Regions from separate parts of the Gossypium hirsutum genome. Here regions 1, 2, 3, 4 and 6 are each linked to region 5. Evidence: chromatin contacts called from public Hi-C data. All regions are on one chromosome and are shown on one strand. Each heading gives the region's core, a stretch centred on a gene start, on an enhancer-like site or on the middle of the called end of the contact. The rest is flanking DNA. Distances are from core to core; before and after follow the strand shown. Region 1 holds the start of LOC107949638 (copper methylamine oxidase). Region 2 holds the start of LOC107949627 (phosphatidylinositol transfer protein 3). Region 3 holds the start of LOC107949629 (protein BONZAI 2). Region 4 holds the start of LOC107949641. Region 5 holds the start of LOC107949633 (pentatricopeptide repeat-containing protein At5g61990, mitochondrial). Region 6 holds the start of LOC107949640 (protein NBR1 homolog).

Region 1 (2,990 bases), core at 111-2,610, 140 kb before region 5:
TAAATATATTATACTAATAAATACTAAATCTTCTAGAAAGAAAATATATTTTTGTTTAACTTGACTTGCAAGCAATCTCTTAGAATTTGGGTCACACAATTCTAACAATAACACCACTTAGCCACCCTACCGCCACCGACGATCATGGCAATGTTGTCTCTACTGTTACTTCAAGTAAAACTACTCTTGATTACTTTTTTTTTGGTTGGTTTGATAATTATATTTTTTTTGCAATTTAGAAAAAAAAAACCTATTACAAATGTTACAGAGGATTGAAGAACTAATCTCCTAAAACAAGTTGTGCGATAATTCCTTTCAACCTTTTTTCGTATTTCGCTTCCTACAGTTATCCAGAGCACTATAACATATTGGTTATTTTATGTTTGAATTTGATTTCATAAATTTTGAAACAAACTTCAAAAAGCATCATCTAGTTATTAAAGTTAAATCCTCCAAAAGAAAAAAAAATGAAACAGTTGAATTGTAAAAAATTGTAAAAAGAATCTAATTTTTCAAATATAAAATTGTAAAAAAAAATCAAACAAACAAAAAAATAGAAGTAAAAAGAGATAAATTTTACTTGAAGTAACAATAGAGACAATATTGTCATGGCCATTGATGGCGATAGGGTGATCGATGGTGTTATACTGAAAAATGGGTTCATCAGAAAGAGTGGGGTTATGGTCATGATTCATTGTCGCCGTAATTGGATTCCCTCTTCTTAGAGAGGATTCAAAGGACAATGCCACTATTAAAATCTTCACGTTGTAAATAAACTAAAAAAAAAAAATTTGGAATAATTATGTAGAGGTACCTAATTTTAGTTAAAAGTAAAAAAATACCACGTTAGCAATCCATTAGTAGATCAATAAAATTTTTAATAACTGTGAGCAGTTCGAACAATTATCTTAATCAGAGTGATAAAAAAAATTTAGAGTGATGAAAAGAAGAATGAGGGTAGTTTATCCTAAAAGTAAAATAAGAGTAAGTAAAGAATGCAGTGGCGTGGGCCGTAGCCCACAAGTAAAAGTGAATATAGAGAAATTAAGTCCTTATAAATAAATAAGAGGAAGTTGTACGGCCTTATCAGGGCTAACATTAGGATCCTCCTATCAGTGTATGTATCACCCCTTATCCACTGAAAATGATCCCTCTTATAAATCATTATTATAAGCTCCCCACCCAAAATCCTACAAAAACATAAAACAAAAGTAGGGCCATCGCCTTATGGCCCATATCCACCACCACCACCATCAGTTTTAGTTTTGTTATTATCTGGCGTTAACAAAAAAGAGTTAAACAGGTCACCTATGATCTCCCGTCCAATAAATCAATAGAGGGTGTGGGTTGAGAGTGAGATGGATGCACGTGGTTTCTGTACTTTCTCTTATATAGGAATAGGAGTAGAATAGTATATAAAGCCCTTCCATTCCCTTACTTTTTCTCCGTCTATCCAACTCTACCATTGATTATTTTTTTCCTTTTTCCTTTTGTTTTGTTTCTGGTTCTGGTTTCCTTTTTCTCTTCACATTTCTTTCTCCCGATGAACAAACGCTCCTTTGTCGTTAGAATTAGAGTTTATTGCCACTCAACTCACCACTATTTGATCTGACCTTGGTTATTTCTGCTTCATTTTTTTCTCTTTTAAATTTTCTTGTATTTTCTTGAAGCTTCTTTCCAACGGAGAAATAGATAGAAGAGAGAGGGAGAGCCAGAGAGAGTCGACTGAGAAAGTTTTGCTGTATGTCAGTAGATTGTATTGAGACTTACTGCGGTGGATTTGGCGAGCTTGCAAACCCTTTACAATGGCCTCAGCTAAGAAAAAGACGACGCTTCATTCTTCTTCATCTTCTTCCCCTTCTTCATGTTGCGCATCGCACTCCGTTGTTTCCGCCGCGCCTCCTGCTTCTTCATCTGCCTCCGCCACCGCCTCCAATCTGCTGCACGAGTGGACCCTCGGTTCTACGGATCGCCGCGACGATAGCAGCGTCACCAAAGCTGCCATGGCGTCCTTGATTCGCCCCGTTGATTCTCTTCCCGATACTTCCACCAAAGGCATCTCTCTCTCTCCCCCTGTCTCTTTCATTGTTGTAAGAAATGTGTCGGCGTTTCAGATGATCCTCAATTTAGATCCTAGCCGTTTTACATGTTGTTATGTATTTCTTTTTCTATCATCTCATGTTTTTCGGACTTTTTTATTTTCTGCATCGTTCCTCGTGCATTAATCATCCACGAATATCATGAACTAAAGTTTCAGACTTCGATATATATATTCTTTTTGAAAAAAAAAAGGAATTAACTACGGTTTAGTTTGTACCAAATGCATGTATATTTCTTTCTTTTATTTATCTATCTTTTATAGTTATATTGGAAGAATCTTGAAAGTGTAAGATTTATTTCGAGAAAGGACTATCAATTCATTACTTAATGCTTCACTTTGACCTTTTATTTTTATTTGCTCTGCTGCTTGTTGACCGATTTCTTTTTCCTAAAAAAATTTCAAGTGAATAACTTCAAGAATTTTGTGTTTAATCGAACGTGTTTGAGAGTTATGCTGGTATTTAGTTATTTAGCACTCTGATGTCGACAAGGATTTTTCTCTCTATAGTGTTCAATAAGATTGCTTGTTTGATTGTGCAGGCATCCAAATCTTTACAAGGCCTCAAACCAGTCATCCTTTGGACCCTTTATCTGCTGCTGAGATCTCTGTTGCAGTTGCTACTGTCAGAGCTGCTGGTGCCACTCCTGAGGTTGCTAATTTCTATATAATGCCTTTATTTTGTTGTCCTCCATTCTATCATTTCTAAACCAATGTGCTTAAGATTTGTTGATGTTTCTATGTTGTTTAAAATGTTGAGATAAGTAATATTCTTATTTTTCTTTTTCAAGGTAAGAGACAGCATGCGCTTCGTTGAAGTGGTTCTTTTGGAGCCAGACAAGCATGTTGTTGCTCTGGCAGATGCTTATTTCTTCCCACCTTTCCAACCCTC
Region 2 (3,281 bases), core at 327-2,826, 200 kb after region 5:
AACGTTGTAGCTTAATCTAGCTAGCCCAGTGACTATTTCATAAAATTTTTAAAGGTTTTAAAAGTTTCCATTAGTGAGTTATGGAAGTTATTGATGTTTACTAGTAGATTTGTAAGCTTGGTTGTTAAATAAGACTAATTTGTAAAGTGATTTTTATTAGTTTTGAGTTCAAGGACTAAAATGAAAGTATGTCGACTTTAGCATGAAATTTCTGTAATTTTAAATGATTGAGAATTGTACAGGTATGAGTATGTAATCGGATTGAAATTGTGGGTTTAAATGTGAAATTTATAAAGGTTTCGGTTTTAAGGAATAAATGGAATAAAATGTAAAAGTTTAGGGAAATTCTTTAAAATAAAATTAATAGGTCATATGTATGAATTTGAGTGTTATATGGTATATGGAATTGATATTTTGAACTTAATTATTATTTAGATCAAGAATTGAACAACCGATTGATAAGTGAGGAAAAAGAAAAATTGTGGAATAGTCCTTATGACCCAATTCGATAGTTGGTTATATTAGGTAAGTTCATAGGGTATAATCATATACTTTTATGTATTGAATTTGATTTAATTGTGAATATTTCTGTAATGATAGATTGAAATTTTGAAATGTTTATAATTCAGTACTAAAGGTGAGAAAGGATTAAGGATCTAATATTATGCCTTGTATTCTTGAATAATATGATTCATGTGAGATATTGAATGATAATGACCTGATTTTGATATGTGCTCTAAAAATGTGGAAGTGCTCCTATATTGTAAATGTTCTGAATCTTGTATAACCATCAGTTTGAATGTAGTAAACGATTAGGATACGATTGGCATGCCAATAGGGTTAGTTGCACGCTTATTCTGTTCGCACTATGGTGCCCTTGTATGCACATTTGTGCCCTTGTTCAGCACTACGGTGCTCTCTAAGACGGTTACTTGAGTATCTGAGTTACTTTTGCTATAGTTTATCAGGTTATCCAAATCTATGAATAAATGGGATAACGATGTTTTTATATTTGATGATGCTATGTGATCGAAATAGCTTGAATGACATTATTGATGTTGAATTACTCAATGAATTTGTATACGACAAACTCACATGTTTACTCAATGAATTACTCAATAAAGTCGATGGAAATAATCGCTTCTGTCTACCAATTACTAAATCACTTAAAAAACTTGTCTCAACAATATATGATATATGATATGTATGATATTAATATATATAATCTTTTATTTTCGAAAGTATATATAATCGTTTGAATTATTTAATCTTAAATTATCAAATAAAAGAATAAGAATTTAAATTCATTAAAAGACTTCTGGATTAATATAATAATAATTAAAATTATATCTTAAAAGTTTTAAATTTCACTTATCTTAAAAAGTGAATTTTTTTTTAGAAATACCCGACTGGAATTTATTCAAAATAAGAGTAACACAATCAAATTAAAGAGACCAAGTTCAAACTTGAGCAGATCCTAAGCCAGCCCAAAATGCAAACAAATGCATATTGGCCCACTATTACGAAATGAAAGCCCAAAATAAAACAATTTCCAATTGAATACACCAACTGGCACACACTCCCAAGATATTCTCAACCTTATCGCCTCAAACGGTCCAGTTTCCAAAAGCTAGCAACTTTCCAAAATCAAACCCTATCAATTGTCATTATCCCTTCCAGAACATTGTCACAGCATCCACCCCCAGTTAAGTTCTCTCAGTCTCCTTCTTCCCACAGTTTCAACAATGAAATCTGGTACTCCTCCTTCCAGGTAATCTTCTCTATCCCTCTTCAAACTTTCAGTGGCCAAACAATGTGCAAGAGCATTTGTAGATCTGGGTACATGCTTGAACTAGATCCATTGAAATCCTCATTTTATCTGTTGAATGTTTCGAATGATAGCTCCTATTTCTGATTTGTCTTAAAGATTTGTCTGACATTTTTTTTATTATTGTCCCTGCATCGCCCTCTGCTATCACTACTCAGAGCTTTAACTGCTGTCCTAAAAGCAATGCTTGGAGACAAGCATAAACTTCCACCGTAAAAGGCGACGCAACCACCGTGTGGAGAATCATTTTAGAGGCAACAATCTCACCCAATGCGTTTCTAGCAACAACCCCCGAACCCGGTCTGGCTTGTGTTTGATTGAAGGAAGCATCAAAGTTGATTTTGATCAACAAATTTGTTGAGGGGTTCCATTCCTCATTTCCTTCCAATCTAGTAATCTTTCTTTCTTCAATCCCTTCGAGTTCTTTGATATAACGAACTACCCGTTCGCCTATTTCCTTCCCAGTAGACTGTTTCCTTTCATGCACTAATTGATTATTATTTGTCTAGATAGCCCATATGGAGCAACAGAACGTCCTGCATTACTTGTCCGTACTTCTTCTAAAAATCCAGGTAATCCACTCCCAATAATTCATAACTCAATTTGATAAATTCCAGGTAAGATTTAAGTGAACCCATACCTCCACTATTATAGGACAGTCTCGGAAAATATGGACGAGGTCTTCCACTAGACCCTTGCATCTGGGAAAAAACACGTTCACCACCAACCTTCTGGAAAATAAATTAGCCAAAGTAGGAAGAAAATACCAAGAAGTTTTCCATAGCATAATTTTAATTTTAGATGGGATCTGTAATTTCCATAATTTCTTGTAGAAATCAGTGCTATCATCTTGTCTAGAATTTGTATTCGAGAAAAAAGCACTTCTATGTAATAGTTTATAAGCGCTTCGAACAAAAAATTCCCTAGATGACTCACCCCTCCACACCAGCATGTCATTGTGAACTTCTTGTCCTAAAGAAATCTGGAGGATCCTTGTCGCAACTTACTCTAAAAAGGTACTGTTGATCAGATCTGCTTTCCATTTCCTATCAAAATTGTCAATTAAGTCTGATACCCAAACTATCTCCTCATTGCTAACTAACTTGTGAATTCTGTAACAAGCAAAACTAGGAAGCTACGCATCACTTTGAATAGAAATTCTTTCCCCTGAACCTACTCTCCAACAGAACCCACTTTGTAAGAGCCTTTTAGCAGCCCACACACTCTTCTAGGTAAGCGAAGGTAAATTACCTAGCCCTGCATGCAAAAAGTATAAATTTCAAAAATATTTTTCCTTTAATACACGAGCTAAAAGTGAATTGGGATAATTAATAAGACACCACCCATGTTTTGCCAATAATGTGATATTAAATCTAGTAAGACTACAGAATCCCATCCCACTAAAATCTTTTGAATCGCACAAGTTTTCCCAATCACACCAATGAATGCATTT
Region 3 (2,882 bases), core at 255-2,754, 150 kb after region 5:
TAGAAAGCTCTTTTTAACTTTTATATGCTGGAGACTCGTAGGAAAGCGAAAGCAACTTTGTCACTTGGATGACTTGGATTTAAGTGTGAGATATAGATGTGTTCGATACAGGTAGTTCAATTTTTCTAAGGGTTTTTTTTTCCCGAGTATTTTTAGAATCATATTTTATATCCATGCCCGTATATGCGTAGTACATAGATATCGAATATTATCATTGACCTTGCTCAAAGGTGAGCTTCAAGTCAAGATCTATGGGGCTTGCTTACTTTTACATGGGTTAGAGTTCTTTTAGACATTCCAATTTGTTGAAAATCAATGAGGGCTTACCTTTTCCCTATATTCAAAAAAGTAAACTTATTAACATGGTAAAATATATTTATATTTATATATATTTATATAAATACCCAATTGAGAATATATATTTATATTAAAAATTATAATTTAAAAATGAACTTACAGTAATTTATTTTTAAGATTATTACACCAAATTAAGCAATAAATTTTTATTTTAAAATATTATGATACTCATATTTTAAATAATTTACCTATAAATGCATATAGAAAAATTAATATAGAGACTGATTACATATTTACTTTTATTGATATTATTCTTTAAATATTTATTTATATTTTGAAATTAAATTAAATTAATATTGATATGATATAATGACTAATATTTTAATTATATTATTATAAAAAAAACATCAAACAAAGTATATTGTGATTTGATAATAATGACTTTAACACTAGATAACCTTAGAAAAAAGAATTCTACATAGAAATTTATTAGATTTTTATTTTCTCTTAGTATTTTATTGATTATTAGATTACTACATTTACATTTGAATTATATTTTATTTTTATATATTTACACTCTGAATTCAACTTTAAAAAATTGGTTAATTTTTGTATTTATTAAATTAAAAGCTAACCATAACCAATTGCGTAACGTGTGATATTGAAACTAAAGTATATATTACAGTTCAATGATCCGACTCTAGTGGTTGACCTCTTGACTTTTTTGTGCTTGTTGACTCGACTTTCTTTTGACTTGCCTCCCATTAAACGTCATTAAGCGCTAGGAGCCTCCTTGACTTCCAAAATATCTGGCAGGTAAAAAGAAAACACAAAGAAAGATCATTTGTGTTGATCGTGAGATTTGATACGCACAGATAAATGGGCCATTTGCAAAATTTTGTAATTACGTTTAGGGGTCCACCAATCATTCTAAATATGGCTCATTCCTATTTTTATTAATTTATTAGAAATTGATCATTCCACCTTTAATGATAACGGAAGGTTAAGGGTGCATTTTAATGTTAGAGTAAACTATCAATTAATCACTGCAAAATTATTTTGTATAAATACACTCTTAATCTTTTGTTACTATTTATTAAAAAATTTTGAGTGAAGAAGAACTACTATTTAAAAAAAAGTTTATCTAACAGCGACGACCACTATGAAAGTTCTTAATTTTAGTGTCGAAAATGAAAGCACGTAAGTGAGTTTATCCTTTTATTTTCCTTTTTGGACTAATGGAATTGAAAAACTGAGCTGAATTGGTTTGCTTCATCTTTTTTAATTGACGCGCTTTGAGCAACGCGTTTTCTGCCGCTGAACGTAAAATGGAGACAGACGACAGCCCAAAACAAATTGAAGAAAAAAGTGGGCCATTTCATTTTCCATTTCTAATTTTGTCTACCGAATTGTAAATGAAAGTTCTAAATTTTTTCTTTGTCAAATTTCTATTTTTCAAAGACATCAATTTATATATATATATATAAACATTCCAAATCTCTCTCAATCTACTTCACATTTGATTTTTTGTTGTAGTTGTTTTGTCTCATGCATATATATCCTTTTCCTAGTCTATAAAAGAGAGTTCTGCCGGTTTAGTTAGTTGGAGATGGGAAATTGCTGCTCGGACGTCGGTGGCGGTATGGCAGCTGTGAGTGGTGCCACTTCCTCCGCCGCTACTGGCAACCAAAACGATGCTGTCGACATGTACTTGAGGTCTCACGGTATTCACGGCCTCTTCTCTCAGATCGAGGTCTTTTTCCTCTCTCTTGAGTTACTATATTAATAATTGACTAAATGGCTAGTTTTGCCTTATAATGGATGGTGGAATTTACTTTGTTACCAACTAGATGATTGGCTAATCGATTTAATGTTGCTATTATTAGTCTTAGTATTAGTATTTAGATTTATAGTTCGATTTTCATCTGTGTTGACTACACAAGCTACTTTCTGTTTCATTTTCTCTAAATTATCTGAAATCTCCAATCTCTGTGCTCTTGCATTGATTCTTTTATGCAAAACCATGTTACGCAGTTATCATTTTCTGCTACGAGTTTGCGAGACCGGGATGTTTTTTCCAAGGTATGCACGTTATGAATACATGCAAAGCGAGGCCCTAGCTTATTTGCTCTACTAGCAATTATGTAGTTAGAAATTCAGTGCTGTGCCATATTTGACTTTGTTGTTGAAATTTATAATTATTGTGAACATTTGAGTTTGAATGAGTGGAATTTAGGAAATAACAATTGGGTAGTTGGAATTAGGGAGTTGAAGGTGAGAAGTCACACTGTATGGTTAATTGGAAACTTGGATGCCATATAGGTAGGTTTAATGGTGCATTTAAGCGACCAATCAAGACGTGCTATCTCCTCATGTAGTAAGGGGTGGTGTGTTCGTGTGTGATTGGCTGTTAGAATTGTCCTGTGAGAGAAGTTTATGGATCATGCCAGGTTTAGAAAATGAAACATGTGAGGCAATCACATAACCTGAAGTACTTAAAGAAATCCTTTACTAACTCCACATCCAAACTGATCAAGCCATAACATCCTAGGAATATGACCTTAATGAATCCAATAAGTATGTAC
Region 4 (3,135 bases), core at 33-2,532, 230 kb before region 5:
TAATTTTGAATATGTGTTTTTAAGGAAAAAAATCCTAATTAGTATTTTTCAACATTATTTCTATTGTTACATGACTATCAAGTGGATTTTTTTAAAACAATTTCAAAATATCACACCAAAATTTTAATAGAAAAATTTTAATGATGGTAACAACTAGACCTGGATTTTTAAATTCGAAAAGTTGAATATTAAATTCCTAAAAATAAAAATAAGGGGACTAAATTCCAAGTGTACAAAGTGTATAGAGACTTAGAGCATATTTTAACTTTCAAATTTTTGTTGTATAATTTGATGCAAATAAATAATCAATCCAACGTAAAGCGTTTAGGCTAAGCCTTTTTCCTCCCCTATACGTCTTGCAGGAATGCCCCTAGAAAGTACTCAATCAATGGGAATACTGATACGGGCAATACCTGCACTAGAAAATGAGAGACTGAACAGTCTTATATCTAGAGCCTTCCCAGATAAAGAAACTGCATTTAAGGGAACTCACCTAGTCCGCCATCAAAGCATTGATAAGAGTAGCTCTGGTCTGGAGATTCTTAGATCGTTAGGGCGTATGGAAGAGAAGCCGTTAGGAAAGAAAAGTAATTGAAAAGAGAAGAAATGCAACTGTATCTATCCTATCCTAAGAAACTAGTATTAGATAAACAAAATGACCTATTAGTAGAAAAATTGTTAAATTTTGCTATTAGTCATGTACTTTGCGAAATTTGTGGATTTAGTCTTTGTATTTAAGTTTGATCACTTTTAATCACTATACCTTTTAAAGTGGTCAAATTTAGTTTTTGTACTTCTCAAAATTTGAAATTTTATTCTTGGCTTAAACAATAACAGCTAAATCTGTTTGGTTAAATTTAATTACTAGTCTTGTACTATGCGTACAATTGTAGGTTTAGTCCATATTTTCTAACTGGACCATTCTAAGTCCGTATATTTTTCAAAATTTAAAATTTCAATCTTGAAGCAAACGACAGTGGTTAATCCATTAACCGAATTTCTAGCAAGTAATATGTGGAAATAATAAATTGACATGTTATTATTCATATGATAATATGTTTGCTGCATCAAAATTTGGAAATAGCAAAGCTTAACTCAATGAATTTAGTAATTATCATTAGTTGAGGACTAAAATTTTAAAATTTAAAAAAGTATAAACACAGGGACTAATAACAGAATTTAGCCTAGAGCAATCATCCATCCATCCACCCGCCCGTCCACCCAGCCACCCGCCCGCCCGCCCGCCAATCAATCTCTCATTTCTATTTCTGTGGGCACACCACAAGCATTCATGCCCATGCTTTAGAATTACACTCCAGGCAGCAGATTTTTCAGTTAATTAGAAAAACCAAAAAATTAATCTTTATAAATATGGAGTGATGTTCATCACATAAATTAGCTAGCTAGGTTAGGATCAGCCTACAACATTCTATCTACAACAGCTAGCGTGTGAGGCTCTAATTTATCCCAAGGAATAGGATGCCACATGCAGTATGGATTGGCCCCTACATCATGACCTAATTCCTACAGAGCACCACCGATGAAGAAAAAGCAGCTCCAGCCTCAACATGACATCAACAAAGACCTTCAAATCATCAAAGCAGTAGCACAAGCCTGGCACTCTCACTCCGGTACCTCTAGGTCTACCAATGAATTCGATGCTTACCCACGTCGACATTTCAAAGCTAGGCCTTCTAGATTCAAGCTTGAAGCAATGAGCAACCCATCTGTGAAGCTCAAGGACGAGCGCACTAGTATTGCTAATACTCCACATTGGGACTTCGCCCAATCACTGTGGGATTCATATGAGCTTGTCACCCTGGCCAAAAAGCTTGAGACTGCTCTGGTTCTCGATGACCCTTTTTCAGCAGCTGGGTCAGAGTTAGAAGGAAATTCAAGTAGAGCACAAAAAAGGGGAAAGGAGAGTAAGAACAGCCTTAGAAATCTGTTAAAAAGGGTGTCTTCCAGGAGATTCGTTGAAGCTGATATTAAAATCCCCCCTGAAGATAACAATGGTTTTTGATCCTTTTTCTGTTTCCTGCTAGTCTTAGGTCTATGTGAAGTGTGAATTGGATTGGTGGGTCAACAGTACCACATTTTTCGTCCTGCAACAATAAACATAGTGATAGTAGTTCCTTTGGTAGTCTGAGATCCAATATATAACCTATTTTGAAGGTTATCCGTCCTCTTTTCCCATAGTTTTAATTGGAATTTTCTTTTTAATATCTGTGCATTTGGAGTCGTCTAAATGTTGTTCAGATAACACATTAAAAATTATACTATATATATATTTATTTACAAGTGAGTTATTTGATGTGAAGAACCAACTCATTCCTGATCAAGTTATTTGATGTCTAGAACCACCAAACTTGTAGGCTTACACATGGAACAAGGTTTTTAGGTAAGATATATTTCCAGCGTTGTCACAATTGTCAGCTAGGCCAAGGCTTCCATTCACCTCAAGCATATTATTAGTTGCTTCAATCACATCGATATTTTATTTTTTATTTGCATTACAATTTAGGGTCCTACTTTGGACTTGAGGTGTTAACACAAAACTTGAATCACTTGCTTCTTTGAATTGTTGGCTCAATTACTTTAAATTTAACTGTTTGATTACTTCAACAATCAGGGTCGGGTCCGGTGCTAAGACTGATGAACCATTCATGTTATCTCAGTTAACAATTGGACCGCATCCAGAAGGCAACTCGATCCATACTATAGCCGCTTGATTAGATATGTTGTATATATATATATTGGTTCTGCTGGAATTACTGCAATCGAAGGTGATGTATATGTGTATACTATATATTAGTATTCATAAATAATTTTCAATTAACAGCAACTACATATCAGGGCACACCTAAGAGCAATTACTCTGCTATCCAAGCAACTACCTTTAAGAGCTTAGTTAACTTATAAAGAAAAAGAGAAAAGAGAACACGCGAGTCTTGGTAGCACCCCAAGACAGTGACAGGTCATTTATTTAAATAGTGTATGAGCAGCAATACTTCATATATTTAGGTTACGTGGCCTGTCATTAAATCATGATCGACATGCTTACTCCAAAAGTCTCAAACTCTAGTGCATTTTGAAGGTCTTCCATTTGCACAGTTCAAAGGCTTTGTGTTTCTG
Region 5 (3,035 bases), core at 137-2,636:
ATAAAATAAGGCGTTTCATAGAAACAATTGTACAATTTGTTTTGTTTGTTTTTCTATTATTTTGACTGTTAGACAATTCAATTGTTTTTCCTATATAGTAGCATGTAATTGACAGTATTGGATATGAAAATTGAAAACTGTCAACACCCCTTTCTCATATGCATTGTTCTCTCCTCTATTTTCTACTATTCTCCTCTTTCTTGGATTTTTGATTTCATTCTTTAACAAATTTATCTTGGTTGAGAAAGTAATGTCTGGATATAAGCAAGTATCGATCAATCGATTAGTTAATTAAAGGCCAGGAAGTAATAATTGGTTAATCGATAGCTAATCTACCCAAAAACCCTAATCCGAATTTAGTTATAAACCTTGAAGCGAGCTAATCTTCCTTATTGGTTTATTGATTAAGTCATTTGTTTATTTATTTTAGTTAATTAAATTATCTCTTTAATCTATTTTATGATTTATCATAATATAAGAATTAATTACTACTACTTGGACTTATTATTGTAAAAATTTTTCCATAATTTACTCCATCCTCCATTGGGTAAGATCCTCAGAATACTTTCAAGTATTTCATTTTACTAACTATATTACAATTCAATCCGTGCACTTACGGACACAGCCGTTCTAATTCTTATATATTTTTTGTGTTATATTTTATTACTCTAAACGATAACTCATTTATAGGCGATAAAAATTTAAAATACTAATTCATCTCTCTCTTGATATTTTCGAACCTAACAAAAATAATACTCTTGATTTTTATAGATTATTTTAGTTCTGTCAATTATAACACTAAACAATTTTTTAAAAAAAATTGTGCTGCCAAATATTATTGATTTAAACAAAGTATTGAATAATAAAAATAAAAACTTAACTTTATTTACTTTATATTAATTATTAACTTAGCTTTAAAAATTTTAAAAAATTAAATTTTTTAATATTCTCTATTCCGTTTTATAGTTCATGTTCAAGGTATATAGCTCACTCCCAAAAATATCCTCTTCAATGTATGAATTTATTTTGTTAATGCAAAATATTTTATCACAACACTTAATACTTATTGATAAATTTACTAAAGGTTTTAGTTACTTTTATATTAATTTTTATATTTAGTTTACTTAATTTTAAAGTTCAATAAATTAATTAAAATTACCTTAAAATAAATTATTTAAAATTTTATATTTAAAATTTCTTAATTTTAACATAAATTAATATAATTTGAAGTTTATTTTTAGATATTTATAAATTTAAAATTAAAATGCTGAGGTGTTCGATTTCGTTGACTGAAAAGTTTAAACCGGTATTTTAATTAAAGTACAAATACATGGGCCAAACAGCCCAGAAAAGTGAAGCCGAAAGCCCACCAAAGTGTGGTGCTGTAAACGTTCTCCTTACTCGCTGATTCTATTCTCTCATTCTGTTTTTCGCAGACTAAACGCGTCCCCATTTTTTCACCTTGAAAATCCTTCAAAACAATGCGTTTATCTTCAAAGCAAACGGTCTATTGTTTCACGAAATCAAGGCTCTCTCGTTTCAAATCGGCTTCCTTTTGTACATCAGCTTCGCATGACGCCGAAGCCGTGGAAATCGCTTCTATCCTCAGTAAGAATGACTGGAAACGACTTCTTGAAACATCATCAGCATGGACAAGCAAGCTGAACCCAGACATGGTTCACTCCGTTCTTCTCCAAAACTCGGTTCATGATCCCGAACGCCTCTTCAGTTTCTTCAACTGGGCAAGTCACCGATCCCCGAACCCTCAAAATTTGGATTCTTTTTCTTTTCTAGCAGTTACTTTATGTAATTCGAAGATGTTTCGTAAAGCCAATATTGTTTTAGACAGCATGGTTAGGACTAGGAGGCCCGTTCAGGCCATTTTGGGTTCAATTATTAGGTTCTGGAAGGGCTATGAAGGGAATTGTGTCGGGGTTTTCGAGATTTTGATTGGTTGTTATAAGAAAATGGGTTCTTGGAACGATGCTGTTTATGTTTTTTGGGGTGCTAAAAAAGTTGGGGGTTTGCCTGGTTTGGTTTGTTGTAATAACTTTTTAGGTGATTTGCTTAAGGTAAATAAGTTGGATTTGTTTTGGAAGGTTTTCAATGGGATGATAGATGCTAAATTGGTGCCTGATGTTTATACTTTTACCAGTGTGATTAATGCTCATTGTCGAGTTGGGGATATTGAGAAGGCAAAAAGGGTGTTTATGGATATGGAGGAGAAGGGATGTAGTCCTGGTTTGGTTACTTATAATGTTATGATTGGTGGACTGTGTAAAGCTGGTGCTGTTGATGAAGCATTGAAGTTGAAAAACTCCATGAGTCGGAAGGGTTTCAACCCTGATGCATATACTTACAATACGGTTATTGATGGGTTTTGTAGGCATAACAGATTTCAGGAAGCGAAATTGATGATGGAGGAAATGCGTTGTGCAGGCTTAAATCCTAACCATTTTGCTTACACAGCTTTGATTGATGGGTTCATGAAACGGGGGAGCATGGCCGAGGCTTTCCAAGTCAAGGATGAGATGGTTGCTTGTGGAATTAAACCGAATGTGTTCACTTATAATGTGCTTATTCGTGGGGCTTCTAAGGCTGGTGACTTTGAGAAAGGAAAAGCTCTGTTCGATGAGATGGTTTTGATTGGCATCGGACCTGATGATCAAACATTTAGTCTTATGATCGAGAGTTATTGTCTACAAGGGAATTTTCTCAAGGCCTATGAATTGTTTGAAGAGATGAAGGAACACAACTTTACACCCACGATGTACACTTATAATGGTATGATTAGTGGATTATGTCACTGTGGAGATCTTGGTCGAGCTAATTATGTTTTTGAGGCAATGATTAAGGTAGGGTTGAAGCCCAACGTTGTTATGTATACAAATCTGATAAAAGGTCATATTCAGAAAAGTAGATTCGAGGAAGCAAGAAAGATTCTCAATAGAATGATGGAGAACGGACAAATGGCTGATATCTTTTGTTGCAATACTCTTTTAAGTGGCTTATGTAAGGCCCAAAAGATGGACGAA
Region 6 (3,117 bases), core at 236-2,735, 180 kb before region 5:
TGATACCTAATAGACAAAACTTTCATTAGCGTTGTTTCGAATATTTTACGCCTAATTCTTTTATAAAGTTCTGTCAAATCTATGTTCTGGTTAAAAACCAGTCGCACTGTAGTCTCCGATAAAAAAACAACACCGTTCTTGGTGTGACGAACCTCACCATCATAGTAAATAACAACACTAATACGTTCACTCATCTTCAATTTCTATCCTTCTTAGCCTCTCTAATTTTTTTTGCTATAACTTATGCAACCTGAGAAAAAAATTTGGCTAATTTATAGCCTCAGGCCAAATAGGAACTACTGTAGCAAAAGAGCGTCCACGTGGGAGCTTCTTTCTGTACTTTTGCTGACATTGCATCCTACTTGAAGCGTTTTTGACACTATTTGCTCAGAAACATCTTCTCAAAATTATTTTTTCAGAAACTACTGTAGCAAAAGAACGTCCATGTGGGAGCTTCTTTCAGTACTTTTGTTGACAATGCATCCTGCTTAAAACGTTTTTGACACTATTTGCTCAGAAACGTCTTCTCAAAATTATTTTTTTAGGAACTACTGTAGTAAAATAGCGTCCACGTGGGAGCTTTTTTAAATTAACAAATAATTTAATTAACCCTAAACCCCAAACCCTAATTTATTTGATTTTTTCTTAAAACCCTAAATACTAAACCCTAATCTAATTTTTTTAAAATTTATAATTAATTTACTCAAGTAACCCTAAACCTTAATTTATTTGATTTTTTCTTAAAAAACCTAAACCCTAAACCCTAATCTAATTTTTTTAAAAATTTATAATTAATTTACTCAAGTAACCCTAAACACTAATTTATTTGATTTTTTCTTAAAAACCATAAACACTAAACCCTAATCTAATTTTTTAAAATTTATAATTAATTGAATTAAGAAACCCTAAACCCTTATTTATTTATTTTTTCCTTAAAACCATAAAATCTAAAAACCCAAAAATATCAAAATCCTAACTCTAATTGTAGAAAACTCTAACCCTAAAAAACAGGAAAAACGCTTCCTCAAGGAAGCGCTTTGTCTACGTAGACACAAAGCGCACCCTCAAGGACGCGTTTTCTGTGCACGTGGACAAAGCGCTTCCTTAAGGAAGCGTTTTCCTACTTTATCTCCTGACAGCGCGCTGACGTGGACGCGTTTTGGGAGAAATTAGCCTATTCCAGTAGTTAATTCAGGACCTAGCCTATTTCAATAATTTTAAAAATAAAAAAAACTTTTATTGGTAATTTATCCAGATTAATATATCCTATAAAATACTTGTTAACTCCTTAATTATCGAGTTTAGTGTACCAAATATTTTGCCCCTATTAAACACTGCTCTAAGTTCCAACTCAATCCTAGAATAGAGTCGTTTGCTTGCTTGGGGAAAAAGATAAAGACTGAAAAAGACGGGGAAAAAAAGCAAAAAAAGTCAATGAAATTTCTTATTGGCTAAGCTATGCGAGCCGCTATAAATAAATAAATAAACCCAAACGAAAGAGGAAAAATAATATCTTTGGATTGAAACAGAAAAAAAAGAGCTTCCGCCACAAGGAAAGGAACTCCGCGGCTTCCGTTCCGTATTTACTCGGCCACTCCCTTACAAAATAGAAACAGAACCCTTCATTACCTCAAATATTCGTCTCCCTATTACTCTTTTCCTCTAGGGTTAGGGTTTTCTTTCCCGATTCACCTCCGTTCTCTTTCTTCTGATAAGCTATGGAATCTAATCTCGTTATCAAGGTTCGTTCTTTCATCTTTTTATAACCTTTTCATCTCCCTTTTCCTTACACAACACTGCAGTTTCAGTATTTTATCTTATGCTAAGCTCCTTTTATTCTTTTTATTTGTTTATTTTTAATATTTTCCCTGTTTCCTCGGGAAAAATGTGGATTTTTGTTTTGTTTTTTAATTTTTAATTTGAGGCCGATTATGTCCATCGTGATTGTTTTGCTTATTTTGATTTGTGATTGTCAAATACAGTGAAGGCTTTTTGCCTTTAAATTCTGAGTTTATTTCATGAATATCAATCATGCACATACGATAATTGTAATGTCATTTTTAGAATGAATATCAATCATGCAGTGAAGGCTTTTTGCTTTAAATTTCTAGGTTGATTTATGCAGTGAAGGCTGTTTGCTTTAAATTTCTAGGTTGATTTCATGAGTGTACATCATGCATAAATGATAACTTCTTTGTTAAATTTAGAATGAATTTATGATTAAATCTAATTGTTCCTTTTGATATATTTCCATTGATTTCTTGGTTCCCTAATTATAAAATGTTACCGATACCATAATTGTAGTCAGTTGTTCGAACAAGATGCTTTGTTTATATTTTTTATTTATTAAATTTATTTTTTAGATTCCTTATACTATATATTGTTGCAAATGTTACGGATGCAGGTTAAGTATGGAAATACTCTAAGGCGTTTCAATGCTCGAATTGTTGATGGTGAACACCTGGATCTTAATATGACTGGACTAAGGGCAAAAATTATGGGGCTTTTCAATTTTCCTTTTGATAGTGAACTTACTCTGACATATATTGATGAAGATGGGGATATTGTTACCCTTGTTGATGATGATGATTTGTGTGATGTGATGAGGCAACGCCTTAAATTCTTGAGGATTAATGTGCAGCTAAATAATGACAAGCTCAGTAAACCTTACACAAGATCAAGTGGTGGTTCTACTCCCTTGAGATCTCCATCTGTTCAGCCTCCGTTGCCAAGCTTTAATACTGCTTCTGCTGATGCACTGAATTCTGTACCAGAGCCTCTTCGTGATGCTCTAAGTGAAGTTTTCTCAAAGCTTTCCGTAGAAGTTGCTTCAAAAGCTGCATCCGCCAGTCCATTGTTGGGTGATCTTTTGGAGTCCTTGTCTAAGATGGGACAATCCTACTTGAGTCCTGCTTCCCAACCTGGAGTTGGTGCTGATTCTGGCATTCCTGTTGGATCTTCTGAGAGCCCTTCTGGACCATCTGCTCCAACTGGTGTTCTACCAAAATTTACAGCTGTTGATTCAAGCTTCAAGACTGGCAAGGAAGCCAACACTGGAAACGCAGCAGATGGTGTGGATGTACCTGATGGTTTTTATCCAGGTACTGTTGATTTGAA

Evidence for each region. A called contact is a pair of places that touch in the nucleus more often than the background predicts.
Region 1: a contact with region 5 is called in a Hi-C map of leaf, with 2.4 times the contacts expected there. The contact joins the promoter of LOC107949638 here to the promoter of LOC107949633 in region 5. A contact is called at or near these places in 16 of 34 Hi-C or Micro-C datasets (callus, hypocotyl, leaf and 2 more).
Region 2: a Hi-C map of leaf shows a contact between it and region 5, with 1.9 times the contacts expected there. The contact joins the promoter of LOC107949627 here to the promoter of LOC107949633 in region 5. A contact is called at or near these places in 2 of 34 Hi-C or Micro-C datasets (both in leaf).
Region 3: a Hi-C map of hypocotyl shows a contact between it and region 5, with 2.0 times the contacts expected there. The contact joins the promoter of LOC107949629 here to the promoter of LOC107949633 in region 5. A contact is called at or near these places in 4 of 34 Hi-C or Micro-C datasets (anther, hypocotyl and leaf).
Region 4: a Hi-C map of leaf shows a contact between it and region 5, with 2.6 times the contacts expected there. The contact joins the promoter of LOC107949641 here to the promoter of LOC107949633 in region 5. A contact is called at or near these places in 3 of 34 Hi-C or Micro-C datasets (leaf and seedling).
Region 6: a contact with region 5 is called in a Hi-C map of hypocotyl, with 1.9 times the contacts expected there. The contact joins the promoter of LOC107949640 here to the promoter of LOC107949633 in region 5. A contact is called at or near these places in 3 of 34 Hi-C or Micro-C datasets (hypocotyl, leaf and seedling).

Annotation. Positions count from the first base shown.
Region 1 is chrD03:43,293,858-43,296,847 of Gossypium_hirsutum_v2.1, forward strand. It overlaps LOC107949638 (copper methylamine oxidase), which reads left to right and starts at 1,361. Exons shown (of 12, transcript XM_016884372.2): 1 at 1,361-2,055; 2 at 2,641-2,750; 3 at 2,890-2,990. The coding sequence starts at 1,806.
Region 2 is chrD03:43,637,190-43,640,470 of Gossypium_hirsutum_v2.1, forward strand. It overlaps LOC107949627 (phosphatidylinositol transfer protein 3), which reads left to right and starts at 1,577. Exons shown (of 9, transcript XM_041090184.1): 1 at 1,577-1,771; 2 at 1,987-2,220; 3 at 2,342-2,844.
Region 3 is chrD03:43,588,406-43,591,287 of Gossypium_hirsutum_v2.1, forward strand. LOC107949629 (protein BONZAI 2) reads left to right here and starts at 1,505. Exons shown (of 14, transcript XM_041090175.1): 1 at 1,505-2,050; 2 at 2,332-2,379. The coding sequence starts at 1,907. LOC107949630 reads left to right here. Exons shown (of 8, transcript XM_016884366.2): 8 at 1-108.
Region 4 is chrD03:43,206,151-43,209,285 of Gossypium_hirsutum_v2.1, forward strand. LOC107949641 reads left to right here and starts at 1,283. Exons shown (of 1, transcript XM_016884374.2): 1 at 1,283-2,225. The coding sequence starts at 1,541. The coding sequence ends at 2,023. It also overlaps the pseudogene LOC107949642.
Region 5 is chrD03:43,436,386-43,439,420 of Gossypium_hirsutum_v2.1, forward strand. It overlaps LOC107949633 (pentatricopeptide repeat-containing protein At5g61990, mitochondrial), which reads left to right and starts at 1,387. Exons shown (of 1, transcript XM_016884368.2): 1 at 1,387-3,035. The coding sequence starts at 1,482.
Region 6 is chrD03:43,253,563-43,256,679 of Gossypium_hirsutum_v2.1, forward strand. It overlaps LOC107949640 (protein NBR1 homolog), which reads left to right and starts at 1,486. Exons shown (of 7, transcript XM_016884373.2): 1 at 1,486-1,742; 2 at 2,405-3,117. The coding sequence starts at 1,719.